3 separate regions of the Mus musculus genome follow, and all the other regions are linked to region 3. Evidence: chromatin contacts called from public HiChIP or PLAC-seq data. All regions are on one chromosome and are shown on one strand. The core of a region is the stretch at or near the end of the contact, and the rest is flanking DNA. Distances in the headings are between cores, read along the strand shown. Region 1 has its middle 110 kb from the start of Ero1b. Region 2 overlaps Mtr (5-methyltetrahydrofolate-homocysteine methyltransferase). Region 3 holds the start of Lgals8 (lectin, galactose binding, soluble 8).

What was found. HiChIP or PLAC-seq counts read pairs in DNA pulled down with a chosen protein or histone mark.
Region 1: a contact with region 3 is called in an H3K4me3 HiChIP or PLAC-seq map of bone marrow-derived macrophages, with 5 times the contacts expected there. The contact joins the enhancer-like site here to the promoter of Lgals8 in region 3. A contact is called at or near these places in 14 of 484 Hi-C or Micro-C datasets (the C2C12 cell line, the CH12 cell line, the G1E-ER4 cell line and 9 more), 4 of 115 datasets of contacts at active chromatin or transcription factors (the SCID.adh cell line, bone marrow-derived macrophages, embryonic stem cells and 1 more) and 3 of 9 other capture datasets (adipose tissue, liver and pancreatic islet).
Region 2: an H3K27ac HiChIP or PLAC-seq map of extraembryonic endoderm stem cells shows a contact between it and region 3, with 3 times the contacts expected there. The contact joins the enhancer-like site here to the promoter of Lgals8 in region 3. A contact is called at or near these places in 2 of 484 Hi-C or Micro-C datasets (the HL-1 cell line and macrophages), 3 of 115 datasets of contacts at active chromatin or transcription factors (bone marrow-derived macrophages, embryonic stem cells and extraembryonic endoderm stem cells) and 2 of 9 other capture datasets (adipose tissue and liver).

Annotation. Positions count from the first base shown.
Region 1 is chr13:12,679,166-12,681,865 of GRCm38.p6, reverse strand. No RefSeq gene overlaps it. Among named protein-coding and RNA genes, the nearest start is that of Ero1b, 110 kb to the right of the region's middle. Within about 2 kb of position 1,320, at least 10 of the 459 cell types and tissues checked have an H3K27ac peak or open chromatin away from gene starts, as enhancers often do. A contact at or near this core is called in bone marrow-derived macrophages, where this site is marked.
Region 2 is chr13:12,213,318-12,216,017 of GRCm38.p6, reverse strand. Mtr (5-methyltetrahydrofolate-homocysteine methyltransferase) reads left to right here. Exons shown (of 33, transcript NM_001081128.3): 20 at 453-605. Among named protein-coding and RNA genes, the nearest start is that of Gm10336, 28 kb to the right of the region's middle. Within about 2 kb of position 1,292, at least 5 of the 459 cell types and tissues checked have an H3K27ac peak or open chromatin away from gene starts, as enhancers often do. A contact at or near this core is called in extraembryonic endoderm stem cells, where this site is marked.
Region 3 is chr13:12,460,359-12,463,058 of GRCm38.p6, reverse strand. Lgals8 (lectin, galactose binding, soluble 8) reads left to right here and starts at 1,321. Exons shown (of 10, transcript NM_001199043.1): 1 at 1,321-1,818.

The DNA.
Region 1 (2,700 bases), core at 71-2,570, 220 kb before region 3:
CGTCTGTGCTTTGGTTTCCTGTTTTTGTTTGTTTGTTTACATTTTATTTATTTCATGTGTATGAGTACACCAGAAGAGGGCATCAGATCCCATACAGATGGTTGTGAGCCATCAGGTGATTGCTGGAAGAGCAGTCAGAGCTCTTAACTGCTGAGCCATCTCTCCAGACCCCCATCTGCATTTGTAAGGGAGGGCATGTTGGAGGGGAAGAAGTCAAGTTAAAAATTCAAATAATTGGTGGACAGAGGCGGTTGCTCAGTAGCAGAGTACTTGTTTAACATGCATAAAATTCCCCCCACCCACCCACCCAGTTCACATCTCTCGGCACTTCAAGAAAAAAATTTTTAAAAATTAATTGACCATCTTTGAAGAGATCAGATTTGATACATTCTTTAGTAGAGATGTTGTATTTAAGTAATACTTGGTTTATGTATATGGCACGTGTATGCATAGTGCATGTCTATGCCTGTGCCTAGGTGGAGTTCAGAGGTCATCCTTGGGTGTGGTTCCTCGAGAGCTTTCACCTTTTGAGACAGGCTCTCTCGTTGGAACCTGGGGGCTTACTGATTAGACCAGACTGGCTGAGCAGTGGGCTGCAGTGAGCGGTCCCTCTCTGTGGGTCTTGCTTTGGGATTACAAATGCATGCTACCATGCCCAGCTTTTAACCCGTGTTCTGTATTTCCAACTCAGATCCATATACCTGCTGAGTAAGCTCTTTATCAACTCTATCTCCCTAGACCCTCCTTATTTATTTATTTATTTATTTATTTATTTATTTATTTATTTATTGGCATATTGAGGCAGGGTCTCAATATGTAGTCTATAGTGGCCTTGAACTTACTAAATGACCAAGTGACCCAGGCTTGGAACTTGTTAGTCTTCTGCCTCAGCTTCTCCAGTGCTGGCATGAACCTCCTGAAGGCTCTTAAATAGTAGAACTTCATTAAAATTATCTTTTCTACATTTCTTCGTATAAAAGGTTTTCAGAAGTGACTCGGATTAAAGACCAATCTAACGAATTTCTGTTTCTCGGCCGTCCAAATAATAAAAAATGTAAAAGTCCAGCAGATGGCGCCAAGGTCCACTTCTTGCCCGCCCCACTGCAATCCCGGAACCACTTTTGAGACAAAGATTTCTTCACCCACACAAACCCCTTCATTGGCTCGGCCAATGAAGAAAATTCTGGTAAAATGGTCTAAGAAAAAAGCCACAGAAGTTGTAGTCGTAACCAGAAACCCCTGTTGAGGGGCCTCCTGTCCACCACCTGCTTTGAGTCCATGGTGAAAACACCCCCAAACTTTTAGCTAGGATCCTAGGACCCAGGACACCTAAGCTCTCTTTACTGGACCAAAGTCTTTGTCCCCCGCCCCCGCCCATCCTCCCCGAACTCCCCTGCTCCGTTAGGTCCACAGCTCTACTTCAAACTTCTACCACGATCCAGATTCCAGATGCGGAGGCAGAAAAGGGTGTGGCCAAGAGGACAGGCTAGGCTTAAAGTGCTCCCCAATGTACTGCTTCATCAAAGTGCAACTCATCCCGATGAGCTTCACGGGCAAGGCCTCCGTGAGGAACTCCTGCTCTATCCTAACCGCGGTAGTGATTATCTCTTTGACCCTCTGCTCCGACGGCTTGTGTGCCAGGTGCTTGAACATCAGGCAGGCAAAGTCCCAGTGTAAACCCTCGTCTCTGCTAATAAGCTCATTGGAAAATGTAAGGCCCGGCATCAGTCCCCGTTTCTTGAGCCACAATATTGATGCAAAAGAACCGGAAAAGAAGATTCCTTCTACGGCGGCAAAGGCCACAACTCTTTCTCCATACGCAGCCTCTTTGTCCCCAATCCAGCGCAAGGCCCAGTCAGCCTTCTTCTTCACACAAGGCATAGTTTCAATAGCATTGAAGAGATATTCTCTTTCCTTGGGATCTTGAGTTTGTGGCCGACATGCTTATGCTGGAGCTGGGTTTTAACAAGATTTTCAGAGTAGAAAATCCGTTTGACTTCATGGAAAATATCTCACTAGAAGGAAAGACAAACTTCTTTGAGAAGCGAGTAGGCGAGTATCAGAGGATGGGAGTCATGTCGATTTCGACAGAGAATTCTTTTACCTTGGATGCTGACTTCTAAGTAACTGATCCTGTGCTCTTCGCTGATTTTTATCCCCTTGCCATTAAAAGAAATCAGCAAAAACAACCAACTGGCTATACCATGAACTGTCATTAAATTTGCTAAACAGAGCCGGGCGTGGTGGCGCACGCCTTTAATCCCAGCACTTGGGAGGCAGAGGCAGGCGGATTTCTGAGTTCAAGGCCAGCCTGGTCTACAGAGTGAGTTTCAGGACAGCCAGAGCTATACAGAGAAACCCTGTCTCGAAAAAAAAAAAAAATTGCTAAACAGGTGTCTAAAAAGCTGTGTAGCTACCTCAGTCCTGTTTGCCAGGCTGGTCACTAGAAGAAAGTATACTTCAAACAACGGGTACTTGGATCCTTAGGGAGATCCTCATCAAAGTACTAAGCACTGGGCCAGGTTTTATGAGCAGTGACCATCAAGCAAGCAGGTTTAAACATTTAGATGCTGTTTAAAGATGTCAGCCTCACTTATTGCTTCCTGCAGGCATGCAGAGTCTACTTAACAAGCTTGTAAATAAAATTGGCACTTTGCACACACACACACACACACACACACACACAGTACTGTCAGGGGA
Region 2 (2,700 bases), core at 43-2,542, 250 kb after region 3:
ATGCCTCCGGAATGCTAGCATTTAAGACATGCACTACCACACCGCATTGAGCAGATACTGATTTCACAGACGTGTGTATTTGTTAGCATGTAACCAGTGAGCCCAGCCCCTCACACGTATAAGCATATACTCTAACACTGAGCAGCCTTCCTAGTCCCCACTGTACTTCTTAGTTTCCTGTGTACTTACTTCCTATCATTAGCTAGGCACTGTGGGTAAATTATATTACAGCGATTGCCAAAAACCACGAGATTGGTACTTTTGTGCTTTGTAAGTGAGGAAGCAAAACTTAATGAACTGCCTGTGTTGGTGATGAGAACAGGGATGCAGACTCCGACTGATTCTGGGGTTCACATTCTTCAGCATGCCTGTGATTCATTCTTTGTTTTTGGCCTTAATACAGTTTTCTGTTTGTTCCCTTCTCCCTACTTTCTTTCTTTTTTTCTTTTAAGGGCATTGAAAAGCACATTGTTGAAGATACTGAAGAAGCCAGGTTAAACGGGGAAAAATACCCTCGGCCTCTGAATATAATTGAAGGGCCCCTAATGAATGGCATGAAAGTGGTTGGTGATCTTTTTGGAGCTGGAAAGATGTTTCTACCTCAGGTTGGCAAATTAGAAATTTTAACATTTCCTTTGCCTATTTTTCAGTAAGTTGTGCATATGAGTGTTTTCTGAGGTTGCAGTATAGACAGAGCTTGAAAGCATTATCTGGTCACACCTTCTCTGGGTATATTTAGGAACCATCCCTGGCCAGTCTATCTTCACAGTGTATACAAGTTAGAAAGCTTGCAGACATTCTTAGCACCGCAATCTGCGTGCTCTGTATTTCCATACTGCCAGGGCCATGTGGGAGATAACAATGACTTTAGAACTCAGGGAATTCGGCCCACCAGTTGGCACAGCCAGGATTGGTGTACCTTGGCTGAGGCGTGACCCTGAGGACTTCATGCTATTACAGAGTTCTGCTCTGCTTGCTGACCTCACGTTCCTCTTAATCTAAGAATTGTATGAAAATTCTAAGGCAGCTTCCAGTCCTTTCCTGGGCAGTATCTCTGGCACCTAAAACAATAGTGCTTGATCTCTTTCAGGCATTGCTGCTGGAACAGATTAATGACTCAGTCACCACCCTAGGAAAGAACTCAGGAGTAGTGACCACCACCCTTAGAAAACATTTGGAGAAACAGTTAGTGAAACTAGGTTTAAATGGTTTTGCTACTGGCTCTGATGTAGAAAATCTTAGGGAGCCATTGAAAGCTCAGAAAGGCGCACTCATTAGCTAAGCTAGGAAACTTTTATGGTCAGGGAACAAGAACAATGGCAGTGCTGGCTGACGTGACTCACTGAGGCTGGGCTGGTGACGATTTCTTGTACCCATTTTTGTCCTCAGCTTCTTCATATGGTTTAATAAGAATTGCTGATTGGTAGATGCGCATTTTGAGGATTTAAAGTAGATGTGACTGATTTTTATATAAATGTTCAGAATTGTGATTCTTTTAAGATTCTTATAAGATTACTTTTAAAGATTGGTAATAAAATGAATTTATCATTTCTTTGTAACTGCAAATTGCTGCCTGTCAGTAAGAGAAACGGGCTGAGAAAACTACATTGCTAGCTCACACTCTGTTAATCTATAGCAAGTTACTCAGTTACAAATGTATGTGAGTTCCTGAAAATCATTTGTTTTCTTTATCTGTAGTTCGTAACGTGATTTCTTGTAAAGGTATTGGGGAACATATTGGTTTTTTTAGTCATTTACTAGAAAAAACTAATTTGTAATCACATTATGATTTTATACCACTTGAAAGATTTTGCTGGGATATATAAGCCATGAGGGAAAGAATAAACTTGTTGGAACTTTGTTTGTAAACGTGTATATGTGTAAAGTTTTTGTGAGACTATGTTGGATCTTTGTTCCATCCATCAAATCTGTGTGTATTTATATTTGTAAAGCTTGTCTGGGTGTGCTGGTAGTTGCTGCATCCACCAGTTGTGTGTGTATGTTACGTATGTGTGACATGCTTGGAGCCTGCTTGCTGGAGCTTTGCTTCATCTAATCTATTTGTGAATATGTATATGTCAGTCTGTATGCATGCATGTATGTATGCATGTATGTATTTGTAGGTCTTGGAGTCTGCCTTTTGCTTCACTTACTCAGTGTGTATATGTGTGTATGCGTTTTCTCCTTTTCTTTTCTTTCTCGATGGCCCCAACAAAGTTAGAGAGTTCAGAGTTTTTCAGTGGCCACAGGAAGTGCCAGCCCAGTAAATTAAGCTCTGTTCCCTCAGAGAAAAGTCTGCTGAGTAATTTCTCTCATCACTGGCTGCCATTTTCAGCAACCCCCATCAGTATCTGGACTGCCTGTCAGCTGTTCTCAGCACTGACCTCCATCTGCTGCCTGCCTCATTTTACCCCCTGGATGTCAGAGCTGGCCATTGGCACCATATCACCTCTTACCTTAGTGCCCACCTAAGATAAATGCAATGTTAGTACTGATATGTGGCTTGACAAGCCAGTGGTCGTCTTTAAGAATGCATATTTTGAAACTCTGTCACTCTTTTAAGTACTGGGACTTTAAATAGTCTCTCTTATGTACGGGCAGAATTCTTTATTATAACAAGTACTTAAAACTGTCATTTAGTGAATTCTTGTTGAGCATCTGGGCTAGGGGCTCTGAAGTAAACCACTAAAAGGCCTCTTT
Region 3 (2,700 bases), core at 72-2,571:
GCCAGCTCCGTCAGTCAACAGGTTCTCCAGGGAGGGAGTCGGAATTAAAAAGAAAAAAGACAACAAGACAACACTGTGGCATGACCCCAGCGAGTTCTGAGGCTGAGTCAGGCTTATAATGTTTTTCCAGTCTGCTTTGATACCAGTTTAAGTACATGCAAAATAATATCAGTTCTGGGTCAAGGACAAGCAGGACTATAAACACAAACAGTCAAGGAACAAAGTCCTGTGATCAATGTTTCCAGGCAGGGGCTTATCAAGATGACCAAGATATCTGAGCCTACTTCCCTCTCCTAGCCCAAAGTCACATTCTTGACTGAAGCCTACTTCTTTGCTCTAGCCCAAAACGATATTCCTGCCTGAGCTTACTTCTGTGTCCTGGCCCAATGTTTAATTCCTGCAAAGTTTCTAGAAACGGGCTCCAAAAGCTCTCCACACCCTATCTCTTACAAACCCCAGAAAGTGTAGTGAGAAGCCTACCACACCTAGTAATAACAACAGAGCTAAGACAACATACATCAAGGGTTAACTCCAGCTATTAAAGTAGAATCTTGAGGAGTTAATCAAAATTAGAAAATGGACATGAGGAAGGAGAAAAAGTAACGAATCAGAACACGAGGTTGCTGCTAAGAGGCTTTAAAAAAATAAAATACAAGTTCAAAACAAAATAAAACACACAGCCAGAGAAAAAGACCAAATGGCTATGTCAAACATGTCCTTTAAAAACAAACATGGCTAATATCTAGAAAAGAACATAACCTTGAGGCCATTAGGACATCAAAACTAGGTAGCTCAGTCAGCCATTCTCAGCGCCCTACAGTTTTATTTAAGTTTGTTCGTACAAATACGGGGCAAACCGTCAGCAGTGCAGCGCCCTGACTATGCAGCTCAGTGCTTATTGACCATCTACTCTGCTCAGAACTGAGCATCAGTGTCTAAACTGTTTCCTAAGGAAGCGTTCCCTGTAGTAAACTCCAGCACAGAATAAGCGGCCAATCACCCAGTGTTGACATGTTCTGGCTACTGCTCACAGGATGGGGTTTCTTGCAGGGACAAAGAAGAACGAATTCCTCCACACACAAGGCTAGTTATTGGCAATGAGTGGCTGCTAAATCTGATTGGCTCACAACATTGTTCAGTTCTGACCCAAGGCTGCAAAGGAGGCAAACCCAGGAGTACCCCGGCCACACCCCCCACGATTATTCTTTAAGTGTATTTTTAACACCCTTGAGATCAGGTATCTGTCCCAGAGTGACCCCGAATTCCTTAAGTTCTCCAGTATGACATTGAACTTGTGGTCCTCCTGCCTCCACCTCGCAGGGCTGGAACTACAGGGGTGCACCCCGACCGATTTGTGCAGAGCTGGGTGGAAATCAACCTGGGGGCTTCCAGCACGTGAGGTGAGCCACACCCCAACCCCAGCCAGCCACTCCCACAGCCAGCCATAGGTCTGCGTGTGTGACATTAAGAGCCCAACAGCCCCAGCTCGCAGCACTCGGACGCCCCGCCCCTGCAGTCGTTCTCGCGGAAACGGCCGCGGGCTGACCCCGCCCTCTGCCTGTGGCGGCTCCGGGAACCGGACGGCGTCCGTCAGGGGACACAAGTCGGAGCAAAGCGCTTACTACCACCGGGGTGAGTCCTGGCGACTGCGGGCTCAGGGACATCGGGATACCACTGTTCCCGGACCGGAATCCGAGTGTGGACACGGCATCCCGCCGTCTCCTCCGTGACACATGCACGGGGCACCGGACACCGGGAGCGATCGTGGGTTGAGGCTTGTACTGGGACCGTAGTGTCGGGACAACGCTGACTGCTGCGGTGAGGGCTCTCCGCTCGGCGGCTCACCTGCCAGGGAAAGGGCGAGCATCACCTGGATCCCCAAGAATGACAGGCCCAGGGACAGTTGACAGCTGTGTCACACTCCGTTATTCCAGACACGCACTTTAGCATGCTGCGTCATTCTATCCCAACGTTAAACACGGGGAAACGCAATTTCTCTGGGTTTGGGAATCGTCCTAAACCTAAGCCACGGCTTGTTGTGACTGACGGTGATACGTGTCTGGAGACTTCGGAGAGTAGTTATTTAATGCCAACCTAGGCCATCTTGATCTCTCTCCGGGAAAGATATCAATTATGGATGTGGTGATGGCAATTCCTTGTCTCCTTTTTGCTCTAGTTCGTGCTTCCTGGATTGCACAGAACAGAATTAAAGGCTCAGAGGATTTGAATAAAATGAGTTAGTGACAGATACTAGGTAGGGGTCTAGGGTGGTTTTTAGGGGTGTAACCAAGAGAGATGCAATTTTCTTTTCTCCGGTAAAATAAGAGATTTGGCGAGTGCCTATTGTCTACAGCCTGGCGGAACTGTAGGAAGTAAAAGACAGGAAACTCTAGTTTCATTTTCTGGCTTGGTTCTGGTTTGAGTCATCAGGACTAGAGGTAGTAAATGATTCAGTGGGCAGGGCGCAGTGCCGAGGGGGCGCTCTTATCTTTCAAAACCGGGCTGATGCAAAACATTGCATTTGGTATTCCCCGGAGTAACTCTGCCACCCCCACCCCACCCTCAACTTACTTAATTTGGCTGGTTGAAGAAGAGCAATGTTTTCTAGCAATAATAGCTAACACATACAGAGCTGTTTTCTGCTATTTAAACTAGTACAATCCTCAGGGCAATCCTATGATGTGATTCCTACTTGTTTTA